2 separate regions of the Sus scrofa genome follow, and region 2 is linked to region 1. A link is a contact called in public HiChIP or PLAC-seq data. All regions are on one chromosome and are shown on one strand. Each heading gives the region's core, a stretch centred on a gene start, on an enhancer-like site or on the middle of the called end of the contact. The rest is flanking DNA. Distances are from core to core; before and after follow the strand shown. Region 1 overlaps PPP1R3B (protein phosphatase 1 regulatory subunit 3B). Region 2 overlaps ERI1 (3'-5' exoribonuclease 1).

Region 1 (3,742 bases), core at 726-3,225:
CCAACAGGGAATTTGACAGGGCATTGGGTCAGGCAGATGCTTTAGTCAGAGGGTCTTTGTGAACAGGTGAAGACTTGCCTGGTGGGGGAGCAGCTCAGGTGCACTGGCTGGGGGCTTGCAGCCAGGAGGGGCAGGGGAGGGTTTGTGGTGTTTCAAAAGAGATACTTATCACTGAATTACCATATTTCAAATTTTGACATGGGAATGCCTTAAGATCACTATTATTGAAGTCCACTTCAGGCATTTTTCTTACCAACATAGAATGATCTTGTTACTTTGAATCTGGTAACAAAGAAATGCAGTGCACTTTATACCTTTCATAAACTGGAGAAGGGATGGGACTTCTTAAAACAAAGTAAATTCATGACCTGTATAAAATCAGTTTTGCTTCCAAACAGTGTGAATCTATATTATATAATAGTTCTGAACCTGGAGAGTACTGTCTGTGTACTTGATGTAAGACATGCTTAGATAAAACCCAGTTCTGCCCAATGTCAACATAAGATAAAAAATGTGATTGGCCCCTAAGTTGTATTATCATGCAATCTTCCAGTGCCTGGAGAGGCATACAAAATAAAGCACTAGATTGCAGACTCATTACAGCCAGTTTTAGGGACAAGAACTCCATGGAACACCACTTAAGAGCATTTAAAAAGTCAAAACATTTTAAGGTTCAAAAAAGAAAAAACCCAACCACAAAACTCTAGGAGCCATGACACTCCAGACCTGTCTGACACTGAGTTAAAAAGCCCCAGAAGCTGCAGGGTGTCTCCCAACTAACCTGGATAACGCAGGTGAAAGGACTCTTTGCTTTCAGAGTCAAGGAGGTTTGCCCCCAAATCCAGGCAGCTGGGCACTCCTTTCCCTGCCTCCTTTACGAAAACCTTACTTTAGTAAGATCAGGCACAAGAAAAATGAGGCAGTCATTTAACTTAAGCTCCAAAAACAAAACAAAAACCCCAACCTTCTAAAAATGCACATGTAAAAATATCTTTTATACACTCCCAAGTACCAACCAATCTTGCCCAAGAAAAAAAATCACAGAGTTTGGGAGTCTATTTGATAAGGAAAGTCCCAGGAGTCTCACAACAGTATGAACCAACAGACTTTTAATGCTTGAGTCCAATATGGTTAAGAACAATTAATCTCTGATATTTCAGAGTTGGCAAAGTGAAAATAAAATCCGAGAACTTGGTGAGGTTTTTGACCCCTACCCCTTTACACACCCACACACCATAAATAAGAACAACCAAATTAAAGTCTGTGGGGGCTTGTAAAGTGTTGTTTACAAAGCAGATGTTGTTAAATCACAGTCAAAATACAACCAAACATTTCTGAAGGTGTTGAGGATATATCGAATCTGAAAATCCAAATGTTCTGAACACGGCATAAAAGATGACTCTCCAGGAAAAGAGATTCTACAATCCTTTTGTGAAGAAAGAGACACAGGCAAACCGGCCCAGCTGAGCAAGTCACAATGTCTTGTAATTGAGCTGTCCGGTGACTCAGGGTAAAAGTGAGTGCTTAGAAAGCTCCCCCACAAAGCCAAAAGGAGAAGCTATATCTGTCCCACTCATGATTGTCCTGTCTGGCATCAGCCTGGCACCGGTGACACCACAAAGCACCAGTTTACTTTCGATAGCTGGTGTGTTGTCCTCTGCTGGGATATCTATGTGGAATCAGAAAGAGGAAATGCCTGTCTCCGACATGAGTTGATCTGCCTTTATTATCTTTTCCTGAACATCAGATGAACTGTGGAAGAAAACCATAGGCACAAAATTCACAGATGAAGTGTGATGCCTGTGTAGACACAGGGCAGCTACAGCAGGCAGGAAGGCCCTGGCTGGGCAGGGAAGACCCGAATAGGAGGGGCCAGGAGCCAGTGGGAGGTGCTGGGGACCGAGGGCTCCCAGGGCACTGACTTCCCACACCCCAGGGAAGAGGGGCTCCTCCAGGTGACCTCGTTATTAAGCCACCATGCTCCGGCCTCGCCGGTGCTGCCTGTAGGCCTGGGTCCCATCCAGACCCCTCTGGCACCATCCTACTCAGACCCTCATTGCTGTTACTTGGGTGCCAGACAGACCAGCACGCCCATCTCTTCCAAGCATGAACCCAGTTCTGTGATCTAAACCTGGCTGACTTGGCTGATTGAAGGAAAAGAGTGACTAGGATCCTTTCTTCTCAAAAACTGTGCCTAAAGGCAGTTCACCACTTCTCTTGGCTTCCACCTCCATCACAGGGTGACTGCAGCTCAGCTTGTCTGTACCCACTCAGCCCTGCTCCATGCCCTGCCGTTGCTAATAGTAGGGCCCAAGCTTCTCGTATCCTAAATAACTCGGCCACTCTGGAAACAGACCGTAGGAACATCGAGGGCTTCCAAACTGGTCAAGGGCTATTCCAAAATCTGGTCCATTTTGTGGCTGGGCTGTTCCCTGGGTGGATTTCAGCTCTGCCCGGATGATCCTATAGTTTTTGCCTTTGTTGCTGTCCCAGTACGTCTGTCCATTGCACTCATAGCACACAGCAAACTCCATCCTCTCATAAGACTGAATTTTCTCAGGCAAGCTGATGTCAAAGGAGAATGTGTCCCTGTCTGAACCCGCGTACGTGTCCTTCACGTACCAGCAGGGAAAGTCTGTGAAGCTTTTCCAGGTGTCGAATGTCATTCTGACTTTCACCATCTTCTCAAATGCAAGGTTCTGCACTTTCACTGTGCCTTCGATGGCTCTGTCCTTCAGGACGCAGTTCTCCAGGCAGACATGGTCGGTCTGAAGCCGATTCCTGAAGTCCAGGTAATCTGCAGACGGCTGTGCGAAATCCAGCACGAAGCTCTCGCTCTCTGCTGTCGTCAGACTCACAATGTTGTCCAGGAGCTCAGTGATGTTCAGTGGAATATCTAACGGGTCATCAAATTCGGAGAACACTTTGACCATTGTCAAGGCCAGCCCCTGGTTGTCTGCAAAGGACACCCGCTTCTTCACTTTTTTCTCCTGGACGGTAGGGGCCACTGTCCCACTGGCTTCATTCTTGCTGCTCAGCTGAATACAAGGCCTCAGAGGTTTGCTTGGCTTCGGTGAGATCTGGAAGGTGAACCGCTCTCTGCGCAAGGAGGGGGCCATGCAGCTGTACCTGCACTCAATGTCCACAGCCATCACGGGACTAGAAGAATAGGCTAGAACCCTGGGAGAGGAGAAAGACAGAAATGGCAAGATCAGACAGACTTTCAGACTCATCCCTTCAGCTGGGACTGGAGCACTACAATTGCCTTCACCTCTGCCCACATGGCTACATCTCAGTATTCACTCAAGTGTAGTCCAGCACGACTGGTTTCAAGGGAGATTAAAAGAGTAAAGTTGGGGGTTGAGGGAAAAGGCCCAAGATTAAAATAAACAGAGAAGTATGGAATCACTAGTTTTAAAATCAGTTCACAGGCTTCTCTGTCAGGACTTCTTGGGACCTTCAGTACACTGATAGGCTGTGGTGTATAATGAAAATAGTATGCTGTTTGTGGAATTTCCCAAATAGGAAAGTCTTTTTTTTTTTTTTTTTTTTTTTGTAGAGCACCTTGCAGAATGCATGTTCTGAAGAATATACTTTGGTAAATATTGCCTTCAGCCAATAAAAAGAAATTAATTCATCCCACCAATATTGATTGGTGTTTGCTATGTGCCAGGCATGATGCTAGACGCTGGGATTCAGGAGTGAGGACAGCATCTAACTTGCTTTCATTCAACACACAGAT
Region 2 (3,742 bases), core at 448-2,947, 100 kb before region 1:
TATGGTTTAAAAGACCAAATATATATTTTATGTACCGTATCGCAAAAATGAAAAGTTATGTGTTAAGGAAAATCCTGATGCTGTTTTAAATGTTCTTTTTAAATTAGTTCTTTGCTAACTTAGTTTTGAGTCTTGGTTTCTTTACTTTTATTTTAGCTAGCATTTGCTAAATTATGCTGTGACTGTTAATGTTCAGTTTGGTGCCAGCAAGTAAGAGTTCAGGTTCTTGCCTATAAAATTCACCTGAGTTAATTTTATTCTCATTTTCCTTAGAGGTGTAAAGGATGTACTAAAGAAGAGACTGAAAAACTATTATAAGAAGCAGAAGCTGATGTTGAAAGAGGGCAGTTGTGCTGACAGTTACTATGACTACATCTGTATTATTGACTTCGAAGCCACTTGTGAAGAGGGTAACCCACCTGAGTTCATACATGAAATAATAGAATTTCCTGTTGTTTTACTGAATACACATACCTTAGAAATAGTAAGTCAATTTTTACATTTAAGTTTTATTTTAGCAGCAGCTATTCTGGGGTTGGGTGATACAGTGAAGGGTCCCATTTGCTGTGTTAGCTAGAATTAGAATTCTGTAGAGGGGATGTTTGCTCTTGCTGCGTACTTAATAGATAGGGTATAATAAAATAATTTTAGAGTCTGTTGCTCTCCTTTTACAGTAGCTAAAATAAAAGTATTTTTTCTGTTTGCTTAGAATCCATATCTGGCTGAATATCAGAATCTCCTGCAGATTAAAAAAAAATTACTGATACCTGGCCCTCATCCCAGAGATTCTGATTTAGTTGTTCTGTGGTAGGACCCCTGGTGTCATCTTTTTTTTTTTTTTTTTAAAGCTTCTCAGTTGGTATGCAGTTAGGGTTGAGAACCACTATGGTAGACTAATTTAAATGCTGATCTCTAAAAATAAGAAAATAAGATACGGAAATTATCTTTCAACTTAGAACTGATTATCTTTCTGGTGAAGTGTTTAATACCATTTGCCTTATAAAATATGAATGAGGATGTATTGTAATATCTCCGTATCCAGAAGTTACTTTTGTGGTATCCCCAGTTGCAACACACTGGGAGTGAGTATAAAAAGGCTTCGTGCATTAAAATGCATAGAATTTTTTGTGTTATCTGAAGTCTTTTTTAGTTATATTCTTAATCATCCTATTTATATAATTTCCTTATCCAAACAGGTCAATAAATTAAAAGGAAGAGAGTTATGATCATCAAGCTATGATCATCATCTTTCATAACTCACTAGATCTTACTTCCTCTCTCTCACTCAAGGACGTTCCTTTAGCCATTCTTCCTTATTTAGACATGAATGACTTATTGCTTTCCACTGTATTGTTCCCAGCGCATATGGACTTGTTATTTTTCACACCATAAAAAGCCTTCACTTGATCCCACTTCCCTGCCAGCTACCCAGGGCCTTTGTTCCACCATGGCAGATTTTTTTGAAAAAGTTACATGTTTTAAGTCTCTCTCTGTTTTCTCCCATACTCTCTTAAACCCACACCACTGTAGGCTTAAGTTATGTATTCCATTCCATTCACTACATTAAGATCACTCCTCAGTGTCATCTTTGACCTTCATGTAAGTCCTGGTGGAATTGACCACTCTCTCCTTGAAGCACTTTCTTCAAGTGACTGCCAGTACATCTCATTCCACTGGGTTTTCTTCAGCCTTGCTGGGTTCCCCTTCACAGTTTCCTTTGCTGATTCCTCTTTTCCCAACTTCCTAATATTTGATGCTGTAGGTTTACTCCCAGGTCGTCTTCTCTATGTAGATCCTTTCCTTTAATGATTTTGTCTTATCATCTTGTTCCATAGTTTTTAGAAACTATATGCTGATGTCTTCCGGATACATATCTTCAACTTGCTTTCTGACCCAAATCCAGACTGTTACTTAACATCTCTACTTGGACATCTAAACAGACATCTTAATGTGTCCCAAGTTGAATTTATCTTCAATCTGTTTTATCTTCAGCCTTTAGCCTTCCATGGTTTGAGGGCTGGTGACTCTCTTTAATTGCTCTCTTTAATTAACTTTGGAATTATCCTTGACTCCTTTGTTTCTCACATTACACATCCAGGCCAGCAGCGACTCTTGTTTGCTCTGTCTTCAAAATATATCCAGAACCGCACTGCATTGACTCAGCCTGAGCCCCACTGAATTCTTGTCTAGATTTGTTGTGTTCACCACTTAACCAGTTTGTTTCGATCTTGTTCCCTACAACCCATTCTCAATCTAGTGGCCAGAGTAAAATAGAAATCAGATCATTTCACTCCTCTGCTCATAGCTCTTTTATGGCTCCCCATTTAACTCAGATTAAAAGTCATATTACTTTCATGATCTGGCCTCTCATTACCTCTGATTTCACCTGCTTGCTGACCTGCTTGTTGTTTCTCAGAAGTGCCATGCGTGTTCCACCCCCTTACCTCCCAAGGCTTTAGCTCAAATTCCTTTCCTCTGGAGGTCTTGCTGCTAATTCCCTTCCTCCCTTCCATCCTCACTTCCTTCCTTCCAGGCCTTCCTTAATTCTTGCCTTCTAAATAAAGCCCAAGTGGTTCTCTGTTCAGTAGTGTAGCTTGGATACCCCCACACACCCAGTGTTTCTGATCCTTCTTTTCTACTCTGTTTTCTTTTCTACTCTGTTTTATAAGAATCTTTTAACTTATGATGTAATTTATTTAGGTGATTATTAAATATTTGGTCAACGAATACATAGTTCTCTGTAGCACCATTCTGTTAAAAGTATTACATAGTAAAATTTTATTATTAATGTCATATTTAGTATTTATTACCTGCTTGTAATGGTGAGGGAAGTTGTGACATATTTTTGAAAGATTTTCATTTAAAATTATGAAACAAAATACTGATACTTAAAAGGGTATGCACTTCATTTGTCTGTGAGATTCGGTTAAGTAGAATTTTTCCTTATGCAATATGTCTGGTAAGTAACTTTTGAAGTTCAGATGTTCTTTGCTGTTTGTTTACTCTTTTACAGTTTTTTGTAGGTGTTGATAATTAACCTGCTTAACATAGTAGTTTGTAAAAAGAATTTTATTATCACTTATTTTTCTTAATTTTTTAATATTCTACTATAGGGAATATTCTTTTGTCTTTTTCTTTATATTAACCTAGTATTAATAGTTGCTGCCAATAAATCTTTAGGCTTTGAAATTGTCTTGAATTTTTAATAAGTGGTTTAGTGTGATCTGGTTTAGGGAGGTAGCATTGGGCTCAGGAAAAAGCACTTAGAGACAGACCTGAGCCTCATAATTAACAATACTGTCCTTTATGAGCTCACGGAGTTGTTAGCATAAAATAAGGCAAGCATAGGAGTTCCCGTTGTAGTGCAATGGAAATGAATCCGACTAGGAACCATGAGGTTGCAGTTTCGATCCCTGGCCTCGCTCAGTGGGTTAAGGATCTGGCATTGCCGTGACCTGTGGTGTAGGTTGCACACGTTGCTCTGATCCTGCATTGCTGTGGCTGTAGTGTAGGCTGGCTGCTATAGTTCTTGGTTAGACTCCCAGCCTGGGAACCTCCATATGCCATGGGTGCAGCCCTAAAAAGCAAAAAATAAAATAAGGGAAGCATGAACGCGTCTTGAGGAGGTTAAATATTGCTAAGATATATAGTGTTATTAATGCCCTTTAAACTGCCACATATCATATAGTTAAATTTTGACTATTCAGAATTCAGTTTGATGGAATCTTAAAAATAAAAACTA

What was found. HiChIP or PLAC-seq counts read pairs in DNA pulled down with a chosen protein or histone mark.
Region 2: a contact with region 1 is called in an H3K27ac HiChIP or PLAC-seq map of alveolar macrophages. The contact joins two enhancer-like sites. A contact is called at or near these places in 3 of 47 Hi-C or Micro-C datasets (adipose tissue, blood and omental adipose tissue) and 1 of 2 datasets of contacts at active chromatin or transcription factors (alveolar macrophages).

The regions. Positions count from the first base shown.
Region 1 is chr15:56,008,269-56,012,010 of Sscrofa11.1, reverse strand. PPP1R3B (protein phosphatase 1 regulatory subunit 3B) reads right to left here. Exons shown (of 2, transcript XM_005671823.3): 2 at 1-3,180. The coding sequence ends at 2,298. Among named protein-coding and RNA genes, the nearest start is that of PPP1R3B, 7.8 kb to the right of the region's middle. Within about 2 kb of position 1,975, at least 14 of the 83 cell types and tissues checked have an H3K27ac peak or open chromatin away from gene starts, as enhancers often do. A contact at or near this core is called in alveolar macrophages, where this site is marked.
Region 2 is chr15:56,110,381-56,114,122 of Sscrofa11.1, reverse strand. It overlaps ERI1 (3'-5' exoribonuclease 1), which reads left to right. Exons shown (of 7, transcript XM_021075032.1): 3 at 274-484. Among named protein-coding and RNA genes, the nearest start is that of ERI1, 11 kb to the left of the region's middle. Within about 2 kb of position 1,697, at least 1 of the 83 cell types and tissues checked has an H3K27ac peak or open chromatin away from gene starts, as enhancers often do. A contact at or near this core is called in alveolar macrophages, where this site is marked.